2 separate regions of the Gossypium arboreum genome follow, and region 1 is linked to region 2. The links are chromatin contacts, called in public Hi-C maps. All regions are on one chromosome and are shown on one strand. Each heading gives the region's core, a stretch centred on a gene start, on an enhancer-like site or on the middle of the called end of the contact. The rest is flanking DNA. Distances are from core to core; before and after follow the strand shown.

The links. A called contact is a pair of places that touch in the nucleus more often than the background predicts.
Region 1: a Hi-C map of leaf shows a contact between it and region 2, with 2.2 times the contacts expected there. The contact joins the enhancer-like site here to the promoter of LOC108463379 in region 2. A contact is called at or near these places in 2 of 5 Hi-C or Micro-C datasets (both in leaf).

The regions. Positions count from the first base shown.
Region 1 is chr13:6,801,243-6,808,449 of ASM2569848v2, forward strand. No RefSeq gene overlaps it. Among protein-coding and RNA genes, the nearest start is that of LOC108463176, 36 kb to the right of the region's middle. Within about 2 kb of position 4,364, at least 2 of the 2 cell types and tissues checked have an H3K27ac peak or open chromatin away from gene starts, as enhancers often do. A contact at or near this core is called in leaf, where this site is marked.
Region 2 is chr13:6,731,143-6,738,087 of ASM2569848v2, forward strand. It overlaps LOC108463379 (magnesium transporter MRS2-3), which reads left to right and starts at 2,437. Exons shown (of 7, transcript XM_053024489.1): 1 at 2,437-3,862; 2 at 3,865-3,986; 3 at 4,462-4,671; 4 at 5,400-5,528; 5 at 6,329-6,507; 6 at 6,619-6,844. The coding sequence starts at 3,553. It overlaps LOC108461874 (coumaroyl-CoA:anthocyanidin 3-O-glucoside-6''-O-coumaroyltransferase 1-like), which reads right to left and starts at 1,443. Exons shown (of 1, transcript XM_017761844.2): 1 at 31-1,443. The coding sequence starts at 1,443. The coding sequence ends at 31.

The sequences.
Region 1 (7,207 bases), core at 3,114-5,613, 72 kb after region 2:
GGTGACCACATCCCCATGTGGCGTCGACAGTGAGGTTTTTGGCTTTCGCCAAAACCTCATTTTCTGTGCAATCGAGTACACACCTGGTTTCGATTCAAAGTTAAAACCACTACGAGCACTCCAAAACTTATTATTGACAAACATTTCTCTCAATTAGTCACTTAAATGCTCGAATTAAACTTAACCCCAAAACGAAAAGTCCTCTTCCAAGCAAAAAACCCTTACCTTACGAACTATGGACGCTTCCCTCTATAACTCGGCACCAGCACAGTCCCTCACACCTGATTTTCGGCTGTCAACACAGTTAAACAAAGGTTCCCCAATTAATAATTTAAAAATTGAAATTTTAAAGCACATCATCACTTACTGAATGAGTGTGACCCTATGTTGCGCAATATGACAAATTGAAAACAAAGTTGAAAACGGAAAGGAAAGAAAAAAAGTGGATTCAGCAAGAGGGAAGGTAGAATTTGGTAGCAAAGGAAAAAAAAATGGAGATGGAAACAACAAAGACTTTTTACAGGAGAGAAGAAAAATAACTAAGTAACTCCCAAATCCCCTATTTTGCTTCTACTAAACCACATCCGTTTCAACTACTTCAGTATTCTAGTCCCTCTCAAACAACCACACGGCATTAGCAGCAAAAATAATACCCAAGTACAAACTCAAACACAAGACCTCCCTCACACCAACACTCCACTTAACCACCAGTCCAATAGACCCATTCTGACATTATTTTACAAACAACTCTACTTAAACCCTGTAAGCCAGGCTAAGGCTTCAATCATTTAAAAATTTTAATATTTTCCCAAGTCGAGGCTTGAACTTGGGATCTCCTAAACACTCCCAGAACACATAACCACTAAAGTTGACGGATATTTGTCAAATAATAATAATAACATAAATAGGTATTTTTGGGTTGTTACATCAGAAGACCCTTTAACCATTAACTTTAATTGTTGTCTGTTAAAGTTAATGATCCCTAGTTTTTTTTTTCAGTTAAAGTCATCACATGTCGCAATGTAGTGTAACATATGGCGAAAAATGATAAAATGTTTCTTTTAGGATTATAATTTTTATAATTCTTTTACTAATTTTATAATTCTTTACATTTTTTATCATTTTCTTACAACTTTATAAAATTTTATCTATTTTTTTCTATATTTCTATATATTTTATATTTTTACGAATTTTATAAAATTTTACAATTTTGTAATCTTTTTCTAATTTTTAATAAAAATAAATATTTGTTATATTTTATTAAAATAATAACAGATAAATATTTCTTAGATTTTTATTAAAATTTAATAACTTTTATAACTTTTATAGATTTTTATTTTTATCATTTTTTGCCACATGTCACGTTGTAGTTGTGACACATGATGACTTTAACTAAAAAAATTAGGGACGGTTTGCTTTAACGGTCAACCATTAAAGTTAATAGTTAAATGGCCTTTTTTAATGCATTTTTTTGACAATTGAGTACAAAAAAAAATTAGGGCTTTAATTGCTTTTTTGAAAAAGTTTGAGAGCCTTTTTTTATGTATTTTGGTAATTTAAGTATCCAATTGAGAGCAAAAAAAAAAAAAAGAGACTTAATTGCTTTTTTTTTTTTTTAAGTTTAAGTATTCAATTGAGTAAAAAAATAAACTTAATTGCTTTTCTTGAAAAAAATTAAAAACTTTTTATACCCTTTAAACCAAAGAAAAACCAAATTATAATTTCAACATTTGTCAATGGACAAATGGACTATGGTACTACAAGAACCAGGCTGCTGGGCCTCTGGGTGGTGGTCCAACACCATTTTTTAAAATGGTTCAAGCCTTCAAAAGTTTGCCCACCCCACACCTGAAGAAATGTTCTATGCCTACTTGGGTTTTTTTTGTTCTCTCTTATACAATGTCCAAGTTTCCCGCTGGGTTACTGGGGGCATTTTACTCAGATTTGAAGTATCGAAAGGATGTCTATATTATATAAATTATATTAAGGAGTCCTATTAAAATCAAATCAAGAAATATGGGCTCGCCCTCCATGGTTAGGGTAATACTTCAATATTTATACACTCAAATAATATGCATGGTACAGGTCGTAGACACTTCAAGACACAAACATAGGTCGAGCAACAGCACATATGTGTTAGGCCTTTAACCCCTAATTGCTCAATAAAAATAAGAGATAAGACTATATTTAAACCCTCTTAAAAGCCTTTCCTCAACCAATGTGAGGTTACCTACATTGTATTATCAACAATTACAAATTTAAATACATTTAAACATATATATTTTAAATTATTTCAATAATAATAATATCAACCAAATTAAAAATCATATACTTAAATTAATTGATTTGGAATATATGTTTTATCTTCTGTGTAAAATAGTACATAAATTAAACCTTATCATTATCAATTACCATGGCATTCGATAAATTATTTTACTTTAATTTTATTTTTACTAAATCGAAAATCTATTATAACAACAATTGAGTCAAATTTTTTATTTAATTATTACATGTGATGCATAATAAATAGACGATTTTTTAAAATGATTACCTTAATACTGAATGAAAGTAATATATATTGATGTAACTATTTCATGTAATCTTTTAAATCTTTTGTATATTATAGTGTTTGACACATATTTGAAAATAGACGTGTATTACTTTTCCAAACATATATAGAGAAACATATAAAATTTGAGTATGCTTAAAATATATGGATATCAGCAAACAAAACTCATGTGACACATCATACCCTAATTTCAATCTATATTAATGAGGCTTTTGAAAATTTTGAGGTCTCGTATTTAAGTTTCATGGTGTATAAATTTGATTTAGATTTATTTTAATTGAGTTGTCCAAATAGATTTTAGTTTGTGATTTAAGTTAAATTAATTATTCAATTAATGTTTTATTTATTTAATTATTTTATGATACTATTCGTCTAATTATTAATTCTTATTGTAATTTCTCGTATAATTATAATTTATTTCGGTCAATGATGAGACTTTAAGATTTCAATGATCCAAGTTATATATTTCAATTTCAATTTTAATTAATCCAATATATATTATACGTTACTTATACTTATGTTTATAAACTCTTTAAAAGACTGACTTAAAAAAAAAAAAAAAAAAACAAAAAGGAAAACCCTAATCTTCAATCATAATTAATATGTACTTACATGGGACACTCCCAGCTGTTATGATAGGGAATTGGCCGTTTGAATTGAACTGTTTTTGGTGTTTCCCATGTCCATGGGACTTAATTGTAATGCTTATTCGCTATTTTGAGACAGATAACCGACACCATATGCAAATTAATCCATCTCATCAATGGTTGGGTTATCCTACTTATTAGCTCAATTCACATGAGTTTATTATCAGTGTAGAGGAAGTGGATTTCAGTGCGTTAAAGCGAATTATCCTCTTTTTTAAGGGTTGAGAAGGGGTTATGGCTAGTTCTAAGTATTGTATAAATTTTTTTTAAAAAGTTTTAAGTAAAAGTATAAGTTAAATTTGATTTTTAATATTCAAATCTTAAACTTGACTTAATCCGACTCATTTTCAAGTTTATAATATATATTGTCTTTTTTTTTTTATATCACATGTATATTAAAATATGTTAGATATTTATTAAAAAAAGAATTTTGATAATTACTAAATATTAAATAAAACTAATTATATTATTTAAAAAGTTTAAAAAAATTGTTAGTGGACAGAAATGATTTTAAATTAATCATTTATCAATATAAATGAATTAAGATAAAATATCGAACTTGAATAAATATATATGATATTAAAATTATACACAAAATCAATTTAAACTTTACTTATCAGAGCTTATAAATACCTCTAATTTTCAAACATGCCTGATTGGAGCCATACACTTGTAAATTATCTTTTATTATTTTCAATTTTATTAGATTTTGTAGTTTAATGCAATGTCCTTTTCATTTTGACTCTTCTTGGCTAGTTTTTCAATATTATTTGCCATCTTGTACCTTTCCAATTAATTTCATCACAGATCATTTGTGAAAATTTAAACCCTAAAAACATTTTCAATACGATGGCCATTGATTCCTCATTAATCCCTTCTCAATGAATGCCACTCAACTATAGATATTAATTTTTATTTGATTCTTGAACAACTTTTATATTATATATATTGAGTGTTTAATGTGTTTTTTTAGTGAGGAGAATCGGATATTTATAAAATATTATTATTTATCGAAATGACGTTTTAGGTAAACTCTATGCATACCAACATGTATACTGTTCTAGACTTAACACGTGTTCATCGAACCACTCAGTTGATTTCACACCCTTTGCCTACAAACACCTAGGAATATGCAAACTTAGCTCGCGAGCTCTCCCCGTGAGCCTTAATGTCTCTACCTTGTGAGGCCAAAGTTCCTCCTCATCTACTCGAGCTATAGGTTGGTAGTTCGAAGTTGTATTCAAGTTTCGGGTTGGTAACAGAAAATACCATAACAAAATATATATATATATATATATGAAATTTTTGTTAAAAATCTTCATTAATCTTCTATTAATTAATGATTCAGAAATATAAATAGAGTCCAAGTTAAACGATTTTAACAAAAAATATATAATATTAATATGATATATAAATTTGATATAAATTTAATTTGACCGACTCATGTACAAGCATATTGCAGGGGGTGTTGTTAATGCTGGTTTGTCTCATGCAGTGGCTCCTTTCGAAAGGTTCCAATGAGACTTTTGTCCTAAAGAGGTGTCAAGTCAGACTCTTTCTTTTTTCCTATATAAAAGCCTGAAAGGGCTTTTACTACCAACACTGCATTTCGGGGAGGGTGGGGTGTGGGGGTGCATTGCTGTCACCTTTGTAGGCCCACCGTGGCGGGCCATTCATTGCCTCAGCCCAGGGTTCACATGTAAATGAATGCCTTTGTCATCCTTATGTAATACTTACATAATGCTTGTTTCATATATGCTGCATCTACTTTTTCTTGCAAACAGCCTGGGATTTGAAACCCACATGTTGTTTTCTTGACCCTATTTTTTTAAGAAATTCCGAGCTAAGAGGTGTTCATGACTAGATTGGTTTTATATGTGATTTTATATAATATATAAAATAAAATAAAATAAAAAATATAATATAAAGTAGAGAACATTTTGAATCAAATTCAAGCCTTTAATATTAGAGCTTAATCTTCATCCATCCAAATTTTTGCCCATGTCGCAGCAGCTTCGTGAGCACAATATCACGGAAAATTTTAAAGAATAGATTGTGACACCACTTTTTCCAAGTTTGTAGCATTGTACCAAGAAAACATGTTTTGAGTTGGAATTGAGGTGAAGCTACACAACAATGGAACAAATGTGTTTAAAATCGACTACATATTATACTCGATTTGTATTTACTATCAAGTTTGGCATAAAGATGTAATGTTATATTTGGTAGGCATATTATTTTTTATACATGTTTTAGCATATGGATTAGCAATAAATTGATTCAATTGATTATATTTAGTCACTCTCATGATTTATATTTAGTAAAGAGAAAGAAAATTTTTCGCTTATTTTGAAAAGACCTTATTTTTTATAAGAATTATTATTCATCTTTCTAATTTCAAATTTAAATTTGTACTAACTATTCTTTATTTTATATCGATCTAACTATTATAATACATACGTAATAAATAAGCTTTTTCTTCGATTGTTACCTCGTAACCAAACGAGACATATTTGTTATAATCCTAATAAGGTTTTAAAGTTTAATACCAATTCTAAATTTTTGAAAATTTGATATTCATTATAGATTACTACATTCTTGCAAACATATTCAATACATCCTGGAAGAGAATAATAAACATTTGCATACAAATGTTTTAATAAGAAATTACAAGCTTAAGTAGATTTATATCGTAATATGAATTTATTGATTAAATTAGTCTTACGAGTTAATTTGGTATCGTTCGGTTAAAGAAATAACTAAAATACCTTATTATATACAAAATAATTTATATTATTATGAATACATTTCTATCTTTTTAAAAAAATTACATATAGTGAAATTTGAACCTATGGTACTAGCATCTATAAAACCTTAAATTTACTACTTCATCCAAAGATTTAATTCTACTTTGAGATAAATTTTAATACTTGTACATAAGAAGGTTTTTCATTCACATTGCTATATCTTTACTAACTTTAAACCCTTGACTAATTAGTTGATGTCGGATTAACTTGTGACACTAATTTAGTTGAGGAAATGACTAAAATACCTACTTATACATAAAATAAGTTATAACATTTTAACATGCTGTAAATAATGGCAATACAAGCCAGAAAGAAATTGGAATACATTTAATATTCTTAACCAACTGTATTTACCTATTTAAGATTCTTTTTACTCAAAATCTAAATTAATTTATTTTATTTTAACTTTGTACATATTATATATATATTATTAATTTCAAATCATATGTTTCATTATTTAGTGGATATTATTTTTACACGTATAATTATATTTTAAATAAGTAATTTTCATGCAATACAATTATTACCGTAATCCTTGGATTTAAATCGATTTGTGAAAAATTTACAAAAATATTTTGACAAAGCATAAGATATTATTTTGAGGATAATTTTATTTTTATATAAAATACAAAAAATATTTGCACATGATGAGATTGGAATCTAAAACATTATAATTTTTAATAACTCAAGTTTACCATTTTGACTAAAATTATATCAATTTTTGTTTTAAATTTGTTACATAAAATTTTCACTTATATAGTGGGTGTACCATAATCTAGTATATATGTACGCAAACAAAGAAACAAAAGGTAAAGACAGTTTTATTTTTATATTTTTCATGTTTGGCGTTTATGGACACTCCTCCTAATAATTTCATTTCAAAATTTAAATTTATATTTTCTCATTAAAATATAATATATCTTACTATTATACCCTAACTTTTTGGCGGGGTAAAACAAATTTATAACTCTATTGTCTTCGACAATATAAATTTGTTATTAATTTTTGGGTGCAAATTTAGTATTTCATTTTATTTTGAAATAAACTTGATTAAAATTAATTATTGAAAGAATTATCTCACAAAATGTGTGATTAGAATAATTTTGTAATTTAAAAAAATAAAAATTACATGACATGAACAAAATGCTACATCAATTGAAATGACAGGATATTTTATTTGATAA
Region 2 (6,945 bases), core at 1,187-3,686:
GCCTTCCTCTGGCTAAAAAAGAACCCGAAACTAAAGAAGCTTTAAACTCTGCCCAAAGGTGGCAACGAATTCATCCATTTGGTTCTTGTTTAAAGCCACACCAACCTCAATTCCACCTTCTTCATCCCTACACTCCGCCATAGATATAGTCTGCCCGGACTCCACGTGCATCAGCTCCACCTTCCGAGGCCTTCCCCACCCAAAATTAGTATCGTACACCCGCAACTTCGGCGAACCGGCCAAATTAATTAGACGCCCCGTTTTACTTCTCTCTGCGATGCTAGTTAGCCAATTCTCCGCCCCACTTATACCACTTTGTACCATTTCTTTAACTTTGCTTCCGATGGCTTTGGCAGCTAAAACAATCCCATTTTCACCTGTTAACTCCTCCTTCTTCATCTCTACAATTCCAGGTTTTATACAGTTCCCGAAATATGTTGACGGAACCGGAAATTCAAGGCGGTTCCGGCAATCGAAGGGGAATAGCAAATAATATAACTCATCAGCATCATCAACATATGATAAGGTGTTAACAACACTTACTTTTGATTTGATCAATGAAACCCATGTTAGAGCACATGTTACCACAAAAGTTGATACATGATGGAATTGGTTCGAATTAGCTTCGTTCATGCACTGCGATGCAACCAATTGCTTGAGCCTCTCGACATCGGCTCGACGAAACACGAATGTGGCACGAACCATGTTTACTTCTGATCCGACATCTGTTAAGCCCGAATTCTCCCTGAGAGATGAAAGCCAGTCGTGATACATTTTCAATAGAAACGACTCTACCCTGTTAGGATCCTTGATCACATCCTTGTTAAACAATGGAAGCGATGATTTTTCAAGACCGACCGCAGCGTAAACGTCCACCCAAGACTTCATGAAATGCATGAATGCCTTCCCGTCGCCGATCACGTGGCAGTAACTAGACCCGATGCAAACGCCAGCGTTCGGGAACACGGTCACTTGGAAGGCAAGTGCAGGGAGCAAGACCACCCGCGTACCGTCTTTCGCCTCCGACAGTGCGGTCCGTAGATGTGGCGCGAAGGGATGTAACGTTTTAACGTCTCGCGGATAATCGGCTATTGCACAGCGGAAATCCGAAGGGGATTCGACGACCGAGAAAGCAACGGAGCTGCCGCCGTCTTCGTAATGGATGTAAGGCTTCCCCGGTGACGGAGGGCACACTACGTTGGCCGCGAAGGGGAAAAACTGTTGCAGGGTAAGGGAGAGAGATTGTTTTAACAACGGGAGAATGGTTTCCATGAAATGCAAGGTAGGGTATGGGAATTCATAGAAGAAAAGGCGTTGAACATTGGGAAGTGGAAACCATTGCAAATCAAAGAAAGTGAGAGGAAGAGAGGTAGTGGGAACTGAGCCTGGCGGTGGTGAAACGTGGCTGCTCTCAACAACCTTCATTGGCTTGGTTTCATCCATTTCCTCTTTCTTGATGAATAAAGAAAGGATATAAAAAATTTATAGAGAACAAGACCTCAAAATATCCAGACAAAGCAAGTTCCAAGCTCCAATGTAGCTTAAGAAATAGTATATTTTACCCTGTAAAAAGTAAATGCAAAGAGCGACAACTGTCACCAACTAAGTGAGGCGGTGGCTTGCCCTATTAATATCAAAATTGCAGAAAACGACCACTAGGATTAAAGTAACATATAGGCTTCAAGCTAAAATTGTAAGTACATAGTAAATTTAAAAAATAACATACTATTTTAAAGTAAAATTTGTAAGTAGAGGGACCATATAAAAATTGGATGAAGAATTAGAAATGGTGCCCGACTTCATCCTCCCCTAGCATGGATCATGACTCCTCACCCGTCCTATTTCAAACTCGAATTTAAGATTCCAAATTGACACTTCTCATTTCAATTTGGGTCTCCATCAATTTTTTTTTTAATGTAGCAGATATATTAGTAATTAATTTGATGGAGCATTTTAGATGAGGAAATATATTGCAAAAGTAAGTAATTTGATGGACTATTTTAGAATAAATTCTGTCCCCTTAAGGTTCTTCCTCCGTTGATATTGGAAATAAAGAAACCAATCCCAGATATTGGGAATAAAGAAACCAATCCCACAAACATAAGGAATAAATTTTCTAAAATTAAATATTTTAGTCACTTTCTCATTTAAGTGCGTTTAGTAATTGAAGTTTAAAAAGTATTTTTTAATTAAAATTATAATTTCAAACTAAAATATTTAGTAAACAAGTAGCTTTTCGGGTCAGACTAAAAAATCTTACTTGAGGTTCGACATATTTTAAAAATAGATCTTATTTTTTGCCTAAACCTATTTTTTACGCATATATTTTTATTCAAATCTTTCAACTTTTCAAACGGTGTAATGAGAATTTTAATAACTTCTTCACCAAGTTCATTTATATAACATCCTCAAAGTAAAGAGGATTTGGTTCAGTCACATGTCATGTAGGAAAATTAAAGAATTTTTAGAAATAGATTAAATAGGAATTTTAGAATAAAAGTATAGAAAGAAATTGAGCTTATATGCCATTGAGAAAGGCATTATTGATGTCTATCTGGCGAAGTAGCCACTTATGAGTTACAGCAATAATTGTTCGCACTACTGGACTAAAAGTGTCTTGATTTGAGCATATCCTTCGCACTTATCACGATCTACTGAATTATCATCTTTCATTTTTAATTTTGAACAACCAACGACATCCAACGGGTGTTCGACTCTCTAGCAAAGGGACTAAACTCTAGGTATGATTGTTATGCAAAGCAATCAACTCATCATGAACTGCTTCCTGCCACTTGGGACACCTCAATACAGCATGAATATCTGCAAGCAACAAAGAAGAGGACATATTAGTAACATTATAGGACTGAATTTTAGGTTCGTAGATACCTGCTTTTCCTCTAGTAATCATGGGATGAATATTAACAAATGGACAAGAAGAGAGATCCTGTTGAACAACATCAGAAGGAAAATCAGTAAAAGATGCAACAAAAAGGAGTTGTAAATTGTTAACAGGAGACTTATCGAGAACAATTATAGCAGGTGCAACATGATCAGAAACATCATCATGAGCAAGTGCTACAGGAGAGGGAGTAGAAGATGTAACATCAGGAGATACAGGAGTTGAATGTGGCTGAATATCTGAATGTGAATCACTGTTGAGTGAAGAACTAATTGCTTAATGCCGAACTGACCATATTGCATCTCCAAAGCTCATATACCACACTGAATTTAAGATTTAGTTACTTAAATAATGATCATAAATTGTTATTGTTTTTATTTAAATGGCAAAAAACAATTATTTAAAAGAAAAAAAGAGAGTAGTAAATCAGAAATTTACAAAAATTATTGCTACTAATATGGTACTTGTAACACTTGCGGCAAAATTAGAAGGTAGTTCGCGCATAATGAAGTTTCAGGTCATATAATTACGAGTTCTGATTTTATGAATTTATGTGTTTGATGATAACAGTCTTTTACGGGTTTAAGTGCTCATTTGATGTATAATATAAAGGTGGATTTTTTTATTTCCAATACGCAAAAATCACCTGAAAAATGACGGCAACGGGAACTCCACCCCCACCACCGTCGTCCAAACCCGAAGACGACCCGAACCTATCAAACCGGCCCGCCGTGATCCCGAACCAAACTCTCCCCTTCACCACACATCGGAAAAAGGGGACCAGTATCCGCTCATGGCTTTTACTTGACTCGACGGCCCACACCTTTAGGTTGGAGGCCGGCAAGCATTCTATCATGAGACGAACGGGTTTACCCGGTCGAGATCTTCGGATCCTGGACCCGCTTCTTTCTTACCCGTCGACGGTTCTGGGTCGAGAACAGGCCATTGTGATTAACTTGGAGCACATAAAGGCATCATTACGGCTCAAGAGGTTTTGCTGTTGAATTCCAAGGATCCTTCCGTTACACCGTTTGTTGATGAGTTGCAGAGGCGGATTTTGTTGCATTATCAAGCAAACCAATCCAAGGTTTTTTTTTTTTTTTTTAAATTTCGGTTTTTAGCTTTACAAGGGGCAATAGTCCAAAACGTATCAAGTACACGAAAATGGTTATGTGTCGACCCAACTCAAGAAGATATTTTCCTTCTGTGAATCTTGTTTCTAGTTCTGGTTTTTGACAAAGTCAAGAAATAGATCTTGACTTCATTCGAGGATAATATTGATTAAAACTTATCAATATTGATGTACATGCTACCACATGGTCAGGTCATACAGTAATAGTTCAAAACCTATCAAGTCAGTGACACGCACATCCTCTTAGCAAGTGGTTGTGTGTTGACCCAATCGATAAGACATTCTTATTCTGTTACCTTATTTACTTGTTTGTACTTTTGGTCGCATAAATGAAATTCAAATTTGTATGATCGAATTCAGTTAAATAAACAAGAAAATAAAACAAACGATGTATTGATTAAAAAGAGGGTGTTTTTGGATTTGGGAGTAGGAGGGTGCTATTGATGATACCAACTGCATAATAAGAACTACATCACAAAATCTATTACCAAAGATCTCACAGCTCCAAAGCCTAAGTGAGGAAGGCAGGGGGGAAGAGAAACAAGGTCTTGAGACTCAAGAAGGCACTAGGACTCTACCCTTTGAGTTTGTTGCATTGGAGGCCTGCCTTGAAGCTGCTTGTGGCTGCTTAGAATCTGAGGTCACCTTTCTTCCTCTATTTTTTTTTTATTTGCATCTTTTCTACGTCTAATAGAGCGAATGTTTTCATTAAGTTTTGGGGATTTTAGTTAAACTTTTATAAACTTTGGGTTTTTAAAATTTTAAAAGATTTTAATAAGAATTTCTAAAAAAATTGAAGGGTCTAATTCTAAATTTCAAAATTTTTAATGAAATTTAATGGCAATTTTCCAAATTTCATGGGGTCAAGGCCTCTAGTTTCAACTTCTTCGATGTTAACTCTTAAAAGATAGTAGCTTGAATCAACTAAGTTAAATTTAGGATTTTTGGTATCGTATTGTTTTATTCATTATGTTTGTTGTTGGTCTAACTTTGGTCATAGTTCTTTTACCATGTTTAAATTTGAAAATTAATCCATTTAGTTTAAATTAGCACATCTTGACACTTACCTTTTATAATATTACTAGTAGGTCCAAATTGATAATACTGTTAATTGTTGTTGTTAAAGTGACGACACAAATTTTCTTTTAAATAGCCTTCAACATTCTACTAAAATTGGTTGACTAGATTTCCATGTGACCTTAATTGTATGAGCATGTGCTATCAATTTGGATATGTTATTGATATTATAAAAGTAGAAGGACTAAATTATGTTAAACTAAAGTAATGTGGATAAATCTCAAATTTTAGCATAGTAGAAGGATTATAATCATGATTAGACCTTTTCCGTTTTCTCAATTGCCAAAGCAGACAAGAACATTGGAGCAAGAGGCCCATCCAGCTTTGGATAGATTGACCTCAAAGATTAGCACTCTCATTTTAGAGCGTGTTCGCCAAATAAAAAGCAGGCTGGTTGCACTAACTGGCCGAGTTCAGAAGGTTAGGTCAAAATCTGCTGATAGTCCCTGGACTTTGACAATGTTTGGGATTTAGTCCTTTTACTTAAAAAAGTTAAAATTGAGATATAGTCCTCTTACTTTTTTCGATTTAAAAATTCTAGTCCAATTGTTGATCCTAATAATATTTTATGCTAGAACTTGCATACTATCACATATGCTTATTGATGACAAATTTTGATGAAAAATACTAATGGTACTAATGTTTCAATTAGGGTTATTAAATTGAAATAGTACAATTAAGGTTAAAATATTCTTCAAGTCCCCATACCTTTTGTACATTTGGAATTTAGTCCTCCTACTTCTATTTTCAAGAATTTAATTCTTATACTTTTTGGATTTAAAAATGTAAGTTTAATTATTAACACTATTAAAATTCTTCTGTAAATGCAGGTCTATTACAACGACATTTGTTTTGTTACATGACTATCAAGTGAGTAACTTTTTTTTTTTTAATTTCAAAATGCCACACCAGCTAATTTAAAAGAATAATTTTAAATTCTAAATTTGTTTTGTTAGCAATTGGGTCTAAAATTTTTTAAATTCAAAAAGTAGAGAGACTAAGTTTCTAAAAATAAAAGTAGGGGGACAAAATTCTAAATGTACGAAGAGTATAAAGACTTGGAGCATATTTTAACATAAACTGATTTAACTTTTGAAACTTTTAAGCATAGGAATTAAATCTCAAATTTCATTAAAGTATGAGGACTGACAACACATTTCCGCTTTTTAATTTTCTAGTCAAAATATTTTCCCTGAAACTTCATGTGCTTATATATTAAGGTAAGGGATGAGTTGGAAAACTTGCTAGATGATGATGATGATATGGCTGAGATGTATCTAACAGAGAAACAAATTGTTGAAAACTCTTCAACATCTTCAATGAATCAAAGAGATGATTTAGATGATGATGATGATGATGAAGCAGAAGCAGTAGCTGTTGAACCAGACAAGGATGACAGGCACTGAAAACACAAATTTTACACATTCTTTCATTAATGGATTTTCCCATTTTTATTTGCTTATATATATATATATATATATATATATATAAATTTTTGCACTATGTGCAGCACACCTGGTGAACAGTTATTGACAACCAGTTATGAAGGTGATGTCAAAGATCCTGACAAACCCCACGACCATTCATTTGGTGCTACCATTGGCAGAGACACCCATGGAATTCATGCAAGTTCCTGCCATAGTCTTATTGGCAAACCTGTTAATGTGGAGGAGTTGGAAATGCTCTTGGAAGCTTACTTTGTACAAGTTGATGGTACCCTCAACAAACTCTCCACGGTACGTCACTTTTATAGGGACTAATTTGCTTCAAAATTAAGGACAAGAGTCAATTTGCTCCAAGCGGTACAAGGACCTACTAAGAAGTTTAATTAAAGAAA